Linked DNA regions of Mus musculus: region 1 is linked to region 2. A link is a contact called in public HiChIP or PLAC-seq data. All regions are on one chromosome and are shown on one strand. Each heading gives the region's core, a stretch centred on a gene start, on an enhancer-like site or on the middle of the called end of the contact. The rest is flanking DNA. Distances are from core to core; before and after follow the strand shown. Region 1 holds the start of Senp2 (SUMO/sentrin specific peptidase 2). Region 2 overlaps Vps8 (VPS8 CORVET complex subunit).

The links. HiChIP or PLAC-seq counts read pairs in DNA pulled down with a chosen protein or histone mark.
Region 1: a contact with region 2 is called in an H3K4me3 HiChIP or PLAC-seq map of pro-B cells, with 11 times the contacts expected there. The contact joins the promoter of Senp2 here to the enhancer-like site in region 2. A contact is called at or near these places in 9 of 39 promoter capture datasets (the C10 cell line, the HPC-7 cell line, cranial neural crest and 4 more), 2 of 15 datasets of contacts at CTCF or cohesin (large pre-B cells and pro-B cells), 9 of 484 Hi-C or Micro-C datasets (B cells, cerebellum, embryonic limb bud and 4 more) and 5 of 115 datasets of contacts at active chromatin or transcription factors (the 230-238 cell line, the SCID.adh cell line, embryonic stem cells and 2 more).

Annotation. Positions count from the first base shown.
Region 1 is chr16:22,008,083-22,010,863 of GRCm38.p6, reverse strand. It overlaps Senp2 (SUMO/sentrin specific peptidase 2), which reads right to left and starts at 1,380. Exons shown (of 17, transcript NM_029457.3): 1 at 1,122-1,380. The coding sequence starts at 1,222.
Region 2 is chr16:21,487,033-21,490,010 of GRCm38.p6, reverse strand. All of the region lies in intron 20 of Vps8 (VPS8 CORVET complex subunit), which reads right to left. Among named protein-coding and RNA genes, the nearest start is that of Vps8, 65 kb to the right of the region's middle. Within about 2 kb of position 1,405, at least 6 of the 459 cell types and tissues checked have an H3K27ac peak or open chromatin away from gene starts, as enhancers often do. A contact at or near this core is called in the SCID.adh cell line and pro-B cells, where this site is marked.

The DNA.
Region 1 (2,781 bases), core at 131-2,630, 520 kb before region 2:
CCTGGTCTACAGAGTGAGTTCCAGGACAGCCAGGGCTGCACAGAGAAACCCTGTCTCAAAAAACAAAAGAACAAAACAAAACAAAATAACCCACGAGCCCCCGAATGTAGTAAAGAACAGAAAGCAGCTAGAAGTCAAGGCTGGCCAGGACACATCCACACTCAGGTTTGGGTCGGCATACTGCTGACTCCGAGGGACTATGAATGAAAATGTGAGGCGATCACCAGTCCCTGTTCGATAAATATGCAGTTTCATTGTGCACCAGATCCAGTTGGGGGAGAATAAACTATTCTTACATAAGCATCAGTTTGAGAACTTTATAACATCTTAACCGATTCTTATCTGAACCCCATGGAACTGTAGAAGCCATGGGACTACATGCTACAGTTTAGCGAACAACCAGTTTCACCAATGACCTACATTCCTGGAGTCATCTATGAATCATTTTGATCTACTTCCCCTAATCCAATCTTTTGTCCACTTCTCTTGACCTGGAAACAAAAATAATCACCATCATCATAATAATAAGTGAAGTAGACATAGCAGAGGAAGGAAAGGGAGGGAGAATGTAAGAGTGGGAGACAGGGGGGAGTATAGAAGTTGTAGAATATTTTGTTTTCTAGATAAACCCTTAAAAGGGAAGACACTGTAAAGTAAATAAAGGAGTAGATGCTAAGTACTAATATTTGTCATTTCCTTCTAATTTTAACCGAATCTTACAAGAGTGCGGTACGTAAATACTTTCTGCCTCTTACAAGGATGTTAAAGAACAGGACCATTCCCTTCCCCTGCAGCCCAACACACACACCCCGACAGTTGCTGTCGAACAAGACAACTGCTGTTCCTCGGTGCGAAGACAACAGCACTCGCAGTCAAACGACTACGGGCAAACTCCTAACCTAGTGACTCGCTCCTGCGCTGTCCGCCCGCGACGACACCGGGCGACAGGAGCCGTATCCGGCGAGCAGCACATCGCCGGCCTCCCGTTCCCCTTCCGCTCGCAGCTAGAGGGACGGACTCTCCCCAGGCCTCCGCGGTCCCGTAGTCGCCGGTTCCCACAGGCCCGCGGCGCCCAACGCCAGCGCGGGGGAGGGGACCCGACCGGCGCGCGGCCACCTTACCTGCTGGAGCGCCGCCTCTTGAGTAGGGCGCGGGCCCCGGGCGCGGGCCGCTCACACAAGCGAAGAATGGTGCCGAGAACCTTAGCCAGCCATCTGTACATTCCAGGCCTGAGCAGCAGCGGCGGCCGACACACCCCGAGACGCGAACCCCAGAGCTGTCGCCGCCGCCGCCGCCGCCGCCGCCGCCGTCGCCGCTGCCGCTGCCGCTGCCGCTGCCGCCTTCGCCGCTTCAGCCGTAGCCAGGATCAGGCGCGGACTTGTGACGCCATCAGAGGGCCCACAGATTTAACGTTCCCCGGGCTAGGGGAGGACTCTCTAGAAGCCGTTGACGTCACCTTCTTCCGCCCAACGGGAAAGCGGCCTCCGGAGTCTGAGCATGCGCAGTCTGGGCCTGCTCCTTGTAAGCCTAGCAACAGGAAGCGGGACGGGGAGAGCGGGCTCTTGCGCGGGTCTGACTGGCAGACCGAAGGGCGGGGCTTTCTCTTTGGCAGAGCCAGTCAGGAGTCGATCTCGGGACAAGGCCCACAGACCCAAACCACGTGTATCGATGCTGGGCCGGGAGAGCTACCCAAGCAACCCGACAGTGGAGGGTTCTGTAAAAGAATGCGCAGGGTGGAAAATAGGTCAGGTTAGTTAATGAGTATGTAAGGGTTTGCGCTTTATTTTGTATATACATTGGTCTAATACTTTACCCGGATTGCCGTCATGTTTACAGCAACCGGACACAGTGGGGAATTTTAGGAATGTCATAAAAACCAAAGGTATATAGCAATTAAACCATGTGCCTAAGAAAATGGAGCTAACCACTAGCATTTGAGCCAGTCTAACTATTAGGGCTCATTCCGCACGCATACGTGCAAGTTTACTGGGAGAGACATTTTCATAGATACTTATAAATTAGAATACAAGGTCACCTGCTTATGTGATAAATGATTGTAATGCGCAATGGAACTAGAGAAAGTTAAACCAGATGCTGGGGAGTGAGTAGGGCAGACGGACACGACTTCTTAGGAAAAGCTTCCGAGAAACAGGGACTGAATGATTCCTGTGGCCTTTTCTAATCAGCTTGTCTCTTCCCCTCAGCTGTCAGGTAGCAATCAATTCTCATTATCCTCTCTGGGAATGTATACACTTTTCTTTTCTTCTCTTCTCTTCTCTTCTCTTCTCTTCTCTTCTCTTCTCTTCTCTTCTTTCTTTCTTCCTTTTTGTTGTTTTGTTGTTGTTGTTGTTGTTGTTTTTTGAGACAGAGTTTCTCTGTATAGCCCTGACTGTCCTGGAACTCACTTTGTAGACCAGGCTGGCCTCGAACTCAGAAATCTGCCTGCCTCTGCCTCCCGAGTGCTGGGATTAAAGGAAAACCATTAGAAATAAATGTCTAAATAATATCTCCTATGGACTTAAGCATAATGTCTGGGAGTGCAGTCCCTTGAAGTATTAAAAACAGTCTCAAAGCCGGGCGGTGGTGGCACATGACTTTAATCCCAGCACTTGGGAGGCAGAGGCAGGCAGATTTCTGAGTTCAAGGGCCAGCCTGGTCTACAGACTGAGTTCCAGGACAGTCAGGGCTACACAGAGAAACCCTGTCTCAAAAAACAAAAACCCAAAAAACAAAAACAAAAACAGTCACTGCTGGGCATAGTGGCACATGCCTTTAATGCCG
Region 2 (2,978 bases), core at 156-2,655:
TTATTAAACATATATTTTTTAATTGAAATAATTCCTTGTTTCTTATCAGACCACAATGGAACCTAGAAATCAACAGCAAACCTCAAACACTACACAAACATGTAAAGACCAAACAAAACCCTGGTAAAAAAACAGTAGTCCACAGAACCCAAGAGGAAACTTAAAAATTACCAGAACCAGATGAAACTGGTGGCACGCCCTAGTGGCGCAAGAACCAAAGGGAAAGGCTTACCATTCTAATCACTCATATTAAAAAATCAGAGAGATTTCAAAATAGGTAACCAAATGATTTGCCTCAGGGTTCTCGAGAAATAAGAAGCCACTAAAACCAAATACACAGACAGCAAAAAATAATAAAGATGGGGACAGAAATGGATGAAACAGTAAAGAGTAATTATATAAAATCAACCAGTGCCTCTTTGAAAAACATTAACAAGATTCACAATTCCCAAGCCAAACCAAGCAAAAACAAGTCAAACAAGGCCAAACGTATAAAGTTACAGATGGAAGAGACCTATCACCAACGAAATACACAAGGTTACTAGGAAATGCTTTTAAAATGTATATTCTCAAATGTGGAAACACCTAGAAGAAGCATGTTAACTTCTGAATGTGTACAACCTGCCCAAACTAAAGCCAGATGAAACCAACAATGCGCACAGACCCAAGAAGCTGTGGGACAGAAGCAAAGTGAAAAGTTTCCCACAGGCTCCAGCCAGAGCCGGGTTCTGGCCCAGGACTGGGCGGCATCAGTCTGAACTGAGCAGGAAAAATCTACCAACGCCTCTGAAACTGTCCCACAAATGGGAAGGAAAGGAACACTACAAAAGCCATTCTAAGAAGCTGGTATTTCCAGCAGCAAAACAAGGACACACGTACAAATCACACACACAAGCAAAATACAAACCACAACACACAATTTCCCTGATGAACACGGGTGCAAAAGGGAAGATGCCAAGACTATCCCTACTTGGAAGATGATGTCCTTAAAGGACCCCGTGGACTCTAGCAGAGAACTGCTCCATCTGTCAACACGGTCAGTACAGTGGCAGGAGACAAGGTCAGCTTTCTTATGCAGTAATACTGAATCTGCTAAGAAAGAAATTAGGAAGATTACCCCGTCCACAATTGACGAAGAAAAGGGATAAAACCATAACCAAGGAGGTAAAGGCCTGCACAATGAGAATGTTCCGACTTGAGGAAGGAGATGAACAAAACACCAGGTAATGGGGACGTCCGCTATGTTCCTGAGTTGGCAGAATTCATTGTATGGAAATGACTACATTACCAGAAGTATTCCACAGATTCACTGTAATACCTTCAAAATTCCAATGGCTGCCCTGAGAGGACATCATAACTGTTAAATAGCATTACCTATTGACTCCACGAGGAAAGTGTGGCTGCTGGCAGTAGGTACGAGGTGCCACCTGCTGGCAGGACACAAATTAGCACTACTGACATTTTAACCAGTAAAGCTCATTCTTCTGCCTCCAATAATAGCTTCTTTAATTTGTTTTTATTTTTTACATTTGTTTGTCTTAAGGCAAGGTCTCAGAGATCCAAGCTAGCCTTGTACTTCTAACTTTTCTGTTTCAGATTCCTACGTAATAGTATTAAAGATTAAAGTACAACAAACCTCCCAGATACTACAAACCCAAACTATGCCACCCAGCAAAGGAAGTCTTTTTATACAGTTCTTAGCACTGTGTGTGGATGGAGAAAGCCACTCCCAGGACATAAAGATATCAGAGGGAAGTCTCACGGATTTGGGAGATGGCTAAACTGGTAAAGTGCTTGTATGTATGCAGCATGAGAACTGGGTACAGTGCCCAGCACCCATGTAAAAGCTGGGTGTGGCAGCACATATGCAACCCCAGCACTGGAGAGGCACAGGCAGGAGAAGCCCAAGGGATTGCTACCCAACTATTCTACTCAAATCAGTGAGCTCCAGACTGAGTGAGAGAACAAGGTGAAGAGCCATAGAGGAAGACCCAGTATCAATCGCCAGCTTCCACATACACACAGCCACACATGTGCACACACAGACAGAGACAAATACATAGACACTGACAGACACAGTCAGTCATAGACAGAGAGACACGGAGACAGAAACAGATAGACACAAACAGATAAATATAGACATTGACAGACATAAGCAGAGACAGAGTCACAGACAGTCGCAGATGAGAGACACAGACAGACACAGAGACACACACAGACAGATACAGATACAGATAGACACAGAGACATAGAAAAACAGACTAGATACAGTCACAGACAGACAGAGACACTGTCACAATCACAGACAGACACAGACAGGAAGAGACAGACACACAGAACTAAGACAAACACAGACACAGAAACAGTCACAGACAGAAACAGACTCAGTTACAGACACAGACACAGGCAGGAAGCAAGAAAGGAAGGGCAGAATCTCAATGCTAGGAGTGGACTACCTCCTTATGAGTTGTTGGTCAGAAAGGCTCCACTGGTTCCCAAAACAATAAATACTATGACCATTGCTGTTGACTGCCCATGGCAACTCAATGGTAAGACCCAACTGTGCAAGGCACCAGGTGCTTTGGCTTCAGGCCATAAAGAAACAAAGCTGAACTTATTGACATTTCACAGTGCTAGAAGGTGCTATGTAGGCTGCTGGGGGAGAACTATCACTAATGTGAGGCTTTCAAGTTACAGCAGGTGCAAGCCAGTCAAGGTGTGCCCACTTAAGGGGATAGCCAGCGTTTTTCTGATTGGAGTTGAAGCCTGCTCTACAGGAGGGAACTCACTCTGGTAGCCTGATCAAAAGTCCAGTCCTAGTGAGGAAGCTACAACTGTTTTGCCAACTGGGCATGATGTGCCTCTCAACTTGCCTTCTACATATCCATGCTGATGCCAAAGCACTGCTGCTCTTAGGCCTGGTGAGAGAAGCTTTGACACTAGGCGGTGGTTAACGAGACAGGTGACCCTTAGTACTC